Regions from separate parts of the Mus musculus genome. Here region 1 is linked to region 2. The links are chromatin contacts, called in public Hi-C maps. All regions are on one chromosome and are shown on one strand. Each heading gives the region's core, a stretch centred on a gene start, on an enhancer-like site or on the middle of the called end of the contact. The rest is flanking DNA. Distances are from core to core; before and after follow the strand shown. Region 1 holds the start of Hdgfl2 (HDGF like 2). Region 2 holds the start of Tomm6os (translocase of outer mitochondrial membrane 6, opposite strand).

Region 1 (4,004 bases), core at 463-2,962, 8.4 Mb before region 2:
AACTGTTCTCTCAGTGCTGGAGAAGGCTGGGAAGGGGGAAGGGACAAGAGCTTCATAGAGAGCAGAGGTAGACTAGTGAGGGCAGTGGCCAATGTAAAGTTTTGCTCCCCAGTCACCCCACTCACAGTGGGATTTCCCAGTGTTTAGCCACCCACCTCATCAACGCCGGGGGATGGCTGGATCCTCCCTAGCCTGCTCCTCAAACTCTGGTCCCTGGTGGCTGGATGCAGGATACCAGATGCAGAAGCATCCTCAAACCTGCCCTGCCGAGCCCTGCCAGGCTGCTTCTCCCAACGGTCCCACACCTCAGGAACTTATGGGGCCCTCTGGTCCTGACCTCTAGGAGTTACCTCCTGGGCTGGTTCCTGTTGAGCTTGCTCTTTGGCATCCCCATGGTAACTCCCTGCCGTATGGTCTTCCATTCCCACCCCCATGCAGACACAGCCAATCTAGCCTCTGTACTAAGACCTAGAGGCAACAAAACTCTGTTTCTATGCAACTGAACATGTGCACCAGGACTTGCAACGCTAGCCACCATCTGCACAACAAAAATTCCTTCAGTCCTGACACATGGATGCAGCTAACTTCAGCCCTGGAGTGATCTCTGTCCCAAGTCCTGGGGGCAGCAGAAGCCTTTGGGTCTCCGTGTATGTGCCAATTTTTGCCAGGGCCAGAATTCTACCACCTGCGCACCCAGGCTCTAAAAATCTACACTGCTTGACTCCAGCTTTCTCAAACAGGAAACCTCAAAGCCTCCTACCTCCAGCTTGAAGCTGCCTGTTCTCAGGTAAGCTACATACAGCCCACTGAATCCCTTTAAGGGCCGGACTCCAGGTCCCCAGAAAAGCTTTCTTCCAACCCTTGCCCTCATTTAGGTCATAGAGATAAGGTCCCTTTCCTTCCGCTGTATCCCGCTCCCCCATCCATCACGCGCAGCCTCTCTGGAAGAGACTCTTCCCATCATTTGACCCTTCCACTCCAATCCCAACGTGCCCATGTACCCTTTGAGCCCCACTACATCCCTCAGGCTCCACGACCCTGGGATCCCCTAAACGCATTTCTGACCTCTGGTACATTGGTCTCTCAGGCCCTGGACACCAAACCAAGTGACACAGGTTCCGGAGGAGGTCAAGGCTAGCACCACGGCCGTTCTCTGCAGGACTGTGGGTCTCTGAGACTCAGGACCTCACCATGCAGGTTACTCAGACCAAAACATTGCCACACCTCAATTCCAAAGGACCACGGGTCAGAGCCAGGATCCGGAACAGCGGAACACAAGTCCCTCAGACCAGGGACCTCCCCGAAGACGCACCAGACCCCAGGCACTGTGGTCCCGGAGGAAGGAGATTCCTCAACTCCAGAAAACCACAGTGCAGTCACCTGAGCCAGCAGCCCCAACCTCTCCTCAGCCTCCATTCCAGCCTCCCCGCGCGCGCCCGCCCGCCCGCCCGCCCGCGGCCCCTCTGCTCGGGGCCGCCAACTCCGCCGGGCCCGTCCACTCCACGCGCGGCCTCACCCGGGCCGGCCAGTGCGGGTAGCCCTTCATCTTGGCAAACACCAAGTCCCCGGGCTTGAAGGCGTGCGGCATGCTGTCGGCGGAGGCCCAGGCCGCGGGAAGCAGCAACGGCGGTGAGAGGCGAAGTCAGAGGCGGGAGTCGGACGCCTGAGGGGCGGAGGCGTCCGCACGGGCCGCCGGCCGGCGTCTACTTATTGGGTTCAGCACGACCGGAAGTCCCGCCCTCCCTTGGCTAGGGGCCGCCGTCGCCGTCGCTCATGACCACAGAGACGCGCGCGGGCCAATAAAGGGAGGGGTTGGATCAGAGCTAGTTAACGGGATTGGATAACGGAGCAGAAGCCAAGGGCGTGGACTAGGAGCCAGTGGGTGGGGCGGAGGGTGTCGGAGGTAAAAGACGAAAGGTTTAAGCGGCTACTGGGTGGAGCCTAGAGAGGAATGATGGGCGGGGCTTAGGTTGGGGATCGCTCAGGGGCGTGGCTCGCAGTCAGGATGTGGGGCGGGGTGAAGGGCATTAGACGAATTAGACGCAAAACGGACAGGGGCTTGACAGGGGCGTGGCTTAAGAGCTGCATGAGGCAGTGGCCTGTGGGTGAAAGGAAGACTGAAACTAATGACAAGCAGTGATGGGGCGGGGCCTAGCGAGGCCGGAACATACATAACAGTACTGAACAGGCCTTTGGACTCGGCCAGACGAAATATAAACAACCAATCAGCGTAGAAGACGGATTAACGACAGCCTTCCAAAAGGGCATCAGTGCAACTATGAAGCCCATTGGCTATAGCTCGACCAATGGCTGGACATGAAGACAAGTTCCACAGAACTCAGCAAACTCCCGCCAGGAGTTGGCAGAGGAAGGGGCGGTGATCAAGAAAGGTCAGGGCTGAGAAGGGGGCGGGACAGAGCTCACTTGTTTACTTTCATTATTTAAAATTTTTTTCTTTTTTTGTTGTCTATAATACATTACATATTTTCACTTTATACTTACAGCACCTTTATACTTTGACATTTTGCATTTTAATTATTCTTTTTGTTGTTGTTTTTTTGAGACAGGGTTTCTCTGTGTAGCCCTGGCTGTCCTGGAACTCACTCTGTGGACCAGGCTGGCCTGGACCTCAGAAATCCGCCTGCCTCTGCCTCCCAAGTGCTGGGATTAAAGGCGTGCGCCATCACTGCCCAGCCATTTTAATTATTCTTAATTTTATTTGGAGACAGGGTCTCACTCTGCTGTCCTCACTGGTGAGTGGGGGGTGGGGACAACTCCTTATATAGACCAGACTGGCTTCGAACTCACAGATGTACTCTTGCCTCTGTCTCCCCAGCTCTGGATCAAACATGTGTGCCACCGTGCCCTGCCTTAAAAATCTGTGTGCTGCCGGGCAGTGGTGGCTCACGCCTTTAATCCCAGCACTTGGGAGGCAGAGGCAGGCAGATTTCTGAGTTCGAAGCCAGCCCGGTCTACAGAGTGAGTTCCAGGACAGCCAAGGCTATACAGAGAAACCCTGCCTCGAAAAACAAAAACAAAACAAAACAAAACAAATCTGCGTGCTATGTGTGGGCATGCACGCACATGCTACAGCGTGTGTAGAAATCAGAGGACAGCTTTGTGGAGCCCACCACTCATTTTTTTTTCACCTGAGGCTTACGGGGAAAGTAATTCACTCGATGAGCCATTTCACTAGCCATATTTACTTTACTTAAATGTATACTGATCTTAGTAGTTGTTTATTTTTATGACTGGGTCTTAGCCCAGACTACTTTCTGAATAGCTATGTACCCAAGGCTAAATTTGAACTTTTGATCTCCTGACTTTATTTCCCAAAGGCTTATGTGGTGGTGGGGATGGAATCTGGGTGTTTTGCATGCTAGAGAAGATGAGCTTTTCTCTAAGCCCCATTCCCATGATGCTTATTTCTCTTATTGACAGTGTTGATTACCTACTGTACTTAATGTCACAAACTATTCCATGCTGAGTAAAAAATACATTGGATACCAAGTGTCTCAATTTCCCTAGCTGTAAAATAGGGTCCATAATGAACCATGTCCAATGGGGCCAGGAAGGGTTAGTGACTTCCCTATCTTTTTAAAGTTTTTTTTTAAAGATTTATTATTATACATAAGTACACTGTAGCTGTGTTCAAACATGCCAGAAGAGGGCATCAGATCTCATTACGGGTGGTTGTGAGCCACCATGTGGTTGCTGGGATTTGAATTCAGGACCTTCGGGAGAGCAGTCAAGTGCTCCTACCCCACTGAGCCGTCTCACCAGCACGTGACTTCCGTATCTTGGACTGTGTCTGGTCCTTGGGGTTCCTGGAGCTTCCACTTTATGTGGACTCACACATAAAGAACTGTTTGTATTCTTGTGGGTTTTTTTTTAATCTATGTATGATCTCAAAGGAAAACTAATAAAGGTGGCATGTCTAGGCTGTAGGGACGTCTCAGGACCTAAAAAATTGACAGAGAACTGGCTCACTTAAGCCTGTCCTC
Region 2 (4,252 bases), core at 392-2,891:
GAGGGAGCGGCGGCTTGGGCTGAGCATAGAAGGGGGTAATTTCCCAGATCAGAACCCTTCGCCCCATGCCTACGCTGTCCTACCCGCTCCAGCAACACCCAGTCCTCCCACCGCAACCCCCAGACGCGAGCATTGGGGCCCGCAGCTCTCACCGCGCGTCCCTGGCCTGCGAGCTCCAAAGGCCTCTTGAACCCACCCGGCGGGGCTGCGGCGCCGGACTCGCTCCCAGGCGGGGGAGGCGGTCGCCCACTGGTGGACGGAGGCGGGGGGGCCCCTGGGGTAGACTGGCGGCAGCGGTGGCGCGCACGGCACAGCCTGGGGCGGGGCGGGAGGCTGCACGCAACCCTGGCCCGCCTCTTGCACAAGGACTTGGGGGCTCTGAGATGGGCATTTCTGATGGGTTTGGAACAGAGGAAGAAGGACCCGATCCAAGCGTCGGCTGGAACCGTGCCTCCTCGGATGACAAGATCACCTCCCGAGCTGCGCTTCTCTCTGCAGTTCCCACTCTCACCCTGGAAACCCTGAATGGGGCATCCAAACGGCAGGATAGAGACGGCCCACAGACACCCGGGAGTCCCATAGAGGACAGCCCCTGCCCCACCTGCTCCTCTTCCTCTGAGTCGGAACCCGAAGGCTTTTTCTTTGGCCAGCGCCTTCCAGAGCCCTGGAAGACCCCCGAAAACCTGCAAGCAGATGACAGAGACATCTCCAGGAAGCACTGCACCATTTGTTAGTGGCGCGGCCTGGAGATCAGGGTGGTGGGATTGGGGTGGGGTGGGGTGGGGGGACTTATGTAGCGAGATAACAAGGCTGTGCTGTGTAAAGACCGGACACAGAAGGCAGCCAGGCACGCGGGATAATCCCATTGGTACTGCACGCTCTCTGACCTGAAAGACACTTTCTTGGGAGCATCCCACTGCCCAGCGCCTACAGGGTGAGCTAACCCCTATCCGCAGAGGCTGGGCTAGCCTCACCGTCATCACCTTGCTTAAACTAACTGGGTTGTAGAGCAGCACTGGGAACCGACCCCCGTCCCTGGGAGGCGGGGCCGCGGGGCTCCGCCTCCGATCAGGCGTCCTGGCTCTACGAACTCCTGGAGGAGGTGGGGGCGGGCCTTCTCGCTCATTTCTTACGCTGATCGGCGGAAGTGCGGAGATCGGAAGTTGCGCAATCGGCTTGCGACGACCCGGTGCGACGCTCGGTTGGTACGTGCTTAGTGCTGGTATGGCTTCCAGCGGAGTGACGGTGAGCGCCGCCGGGTCGGCCAGCGAGGCCTCAGAGGTTCCAGACAACGTGGGAGACTGGCTCCGCGGTGTCTTCCGCTTCGCCACCGATCGAAACGACTTCCGGAGGTAACCAAGCCCGGGCCGTCTCTGGTCCTCATAAACTTAAACTTGTATTTCCTTACCTGGTGAGTCTGGCATGCATCCCCAGAGGTTTTATCGCTTTGAGAACCTTGTGGTCTCGTGGTGGCAAAAGACACCCTGTCACGTGGCTTTCAAGGAATGACGCTCCGGGCTACAGCGATAGTTCAGACGCCAAGCCTGAGGATTTGGGATCCATGGGACCCGCCGATCCATGAGACCCGCAGGGTACAAGAAGAGACCAACCCCTGCGGGTTGTACTGACCTCCACACGTGCGCTGTGTCGCGTGCACGCGCACGCACATACACAAATTAAAGAACGTCATATTTTTAAAGAAATCGCCCTAACCTAGAAGGCAGGGAAGGGGTGCCAACGCATAAGCAAATTTTAGCCCCCGCAGAGTACTAAGTTGGCCTTGGCTTGTGTTAGTAGATGCGAACGTAAAATTCTCATGTGCATATTAGGAGGACATACCCCTGTATCAGGTGTCAGTCAGCACCTCCAGAAGGTGGTGCTGAGAGGAAACTTGCCATAGTATGTCATTAGCTGCATGAGACTCTCGGACTGTAGGGTTAATGAAATGTATTCTTGACCCAGGAACTTGATCCTCAATTTGGGACTCTTTGCTGCGGGAGTCTGGCTGGCCAGGAACTTGAGTGACATTGATTTGATGGCCCCTCAGCCAGGGGTGTAGCCAGGTAAGACTTCACTTTCCCCTGCCTATTTCAGGAATCCTAAAAGATGAAGACAGCAGTATGTTCTGTCAGCTAGTCACAGAAGTAGGGAAGATTCTTGGGGTAAAGCCTTGCCCTTGTGTTTCTAGGTGAGAGCAGTTCTCCTGTGTTTCCCCGTTTCTGATGCTGTTATCTGCTTACAGAGAATGGAACTCCTGTGTATTCAGACTTTCCAAAGACAGCCTACTGTCTGTGACCACAAGATCCTACCTGAGTGGCAGCTGAAGTTGACTCCCTCTCCTTGCCTGAACCCCCCCCCACTGCCCCCCCATCCCCCAGTGTCGGCTGAGATGTTGCCTCTGCACGGTTCTGTGTGCAGTTCCCAACTTTCTGCAGAAGATGGTCCTTGCCCTTGTCCTGAAGAGTAGTAATGGTTCTTGAAAAAGATTTCAAATAAAGCCTGCACATAAAAGACAGGTATTTTATTCTTTTAATAAGAAACTTATTACAAAAACAAGGTGTAAAAAGTCCGCTTACAAAAATCAAATAAACATGACTTGTATTTCACACTCAAGAGACAGGCATGAGCCCCAAACATGATCTGCAGTGGAGATGAAATGGGAATGGGACCACCCACTTCCCAGGGATGCACACGTGCCGCAAAGCTGATTCTTGAGCAGTTCCTACTGCTGAGTCTTCCTGTAGGAAGAAGGTGGTGGTTGTCGTTTTAGTTTGCCAGGTGGGTTCTCCAGGGACCAGGGAGGCATTGTTGGGATAGAGTGAGACCTGGTGGCAGGAGTGGACAGTGATGTGTGGGTGGAGACAAACGTGTCAGGGAGCACAAGGAAGCAGCTTCCTTCACAAACAAAGGTGCTCCCTACCCTGAAATTCACACTGGTGCTGCTGTCTGGTGTTCTTCCAGGCACGCAGAAACCAGCACAGAAAGACTCCTGTACCAGGGAACCAGGTGGCGGTAGAGACGGGGTCTCCATAGTTTCATGTAGTCAATTGACTGGGTATTTTAAAACTTTTTTTATGCACCAGCCGCTTTGGAACTGGTTGTGGGTCACAGCATGCGTCGGAAAGGATTAGTGTGTCTGGGTCATAGCTGCATGACTGTTACAGATGTTACTTAAAAAAGGAAAAAGACAAAGCAGCTTTCCTGGACCTGCTGGCACATAGCTCATCCAGTCAGTTCTCTGAGGCCTACCAGTATAGCTCATTGCAGAAAAGGCTTCAATTTGACCTCCAGAAAATAATTGGGGTTGGGGGAGGCATAATTAAAAGTGTTTGTTTTTTGTTCTTTTGCGGGGGGGGGGGGGGGAGGGGGAGATATCTGGTTCTTGTGCTGGTCTGTAGTCCAGGCTGGCCTCAAACTTAGCTACATAGTTGAAGATGGTCATGAACTGCTTATTTTGCTGTTTCCATGAACCGACTCTTAGGATCACAGGTACAGGTTAGGATTCAAGGCTTTACTATGCCTGATTTTATGTGGTGCTAGCATCAGACTCTGGGCTTTATGCTTGCTAGGCAAGCACCCTACTGAGCCACGTGCCTAGTCATGCATAGGACGGGGGTTGCCATTCTCTTGTGAATCTTTAGCAGGTAGGACCTGAGTGGGGATGGCTAGGAGAAACACCCTATGAGGGAACTCAGGCCTAGAATTTACCCTGGGATTACAGATACTCTGAAGAGGCAGGCTGGAGGCCTGGTGGCACACACTTAATCCCAGAAGCTATGTATCTCTAAGGCCAGCCTGTCCTACATAGTGAGTTCCAGGTTAGCCAGGGCTACACACTGAGACTTCCTTTTTTAAAAAAAAACAATAGGGCTGGGGAGCCAGGGTCATGAGTATGAACTCGAGGACAAAGCTTGGGTTTGAAGCCATTACTTGCAGAGCCCCAAAAGGTGACCAGGAAGCAGCCTTGTAAACAGTGTGTGAGACTTAGAACCCACATGATTTTGGCTACACTAGGAAAGAGCAACTGATTTCTGGAGGAATAAAACCTTAAAGTGTGCCATGATCCCATAATTGAGCAGTTAATGACAAGATTTAAGTTAAAAGCCAGATGAGACAAAAACTTAAGACATGACAGCTTTCAGAGCTTAACTGAAGCTTCATTCAGAACCTAAGATTTAATTCCAAGTAACTTTACTGTTGTTCTTTGACGCCATGATGCTGGTTGGGCAGTTTCATTTAAGCTGGCTTAGTG

Evidence for each region. Hi-C and Micro-C count contacts between places; a contact is called where the count stands out from the background.
Region 1: a contact with region 2 is called in a Hi-C map of CD8 T cells, with 5 times the contacts expected there. The contact joins the promoter of Hdgfl2 here to the promoter of Tomm6os in region 2.

The regions. Positions count from the first base shown.
Region 1 is chr17:56,077,339-56,081,342 of GRCm38.p6, reverse strand. It overlaps Hdgfl2 (HDGF like 2), which reads right to left and starts at 1,712. Exons shown (of 16, transcript NM_008233.4): 1 at 1,517-1,712. The coding sequence starts at 1,588. It also overlaps a transcript of Ubxn6 not described here.
Region 2 is chr17:47,684,999-47,689,250 of GRCm38.p6, reverse strand. It overlaps Tomm6os (translocase of outer mitochondrial membrane 6, opposite strand), which reads right to left and starts at 1,641. Exons shown (of 3, transcript NR_045945.1): 1 at 1,134-1,641; 2 at 602-683; 3 at 1-521. Gm20517 (predicted gene 20517) reads right to left here. Exons shown (of 9, transcript NR_157366.1): 9 at 2,512-4,252. Usp49 (ubiquitin specific peptidase 49) reads right to left here. Exons shown (of 7, transcript NM_198421.2): 7 at 2,512-4,252. It overlaps Tomm6 (translocase of outer mitochondrial membrane 6), which reads left to right and starts at 865. Exons shown (of 3, transcript NM_025365.3): 1 at 865-1,352; 2 at 1,963-2,063; 3 at 2,243-2,606. The coding sequence starts at 1,225. The coding sequence ends at 2,059. It also overlaps Prickle4 and a transcript of Frs3 not described here.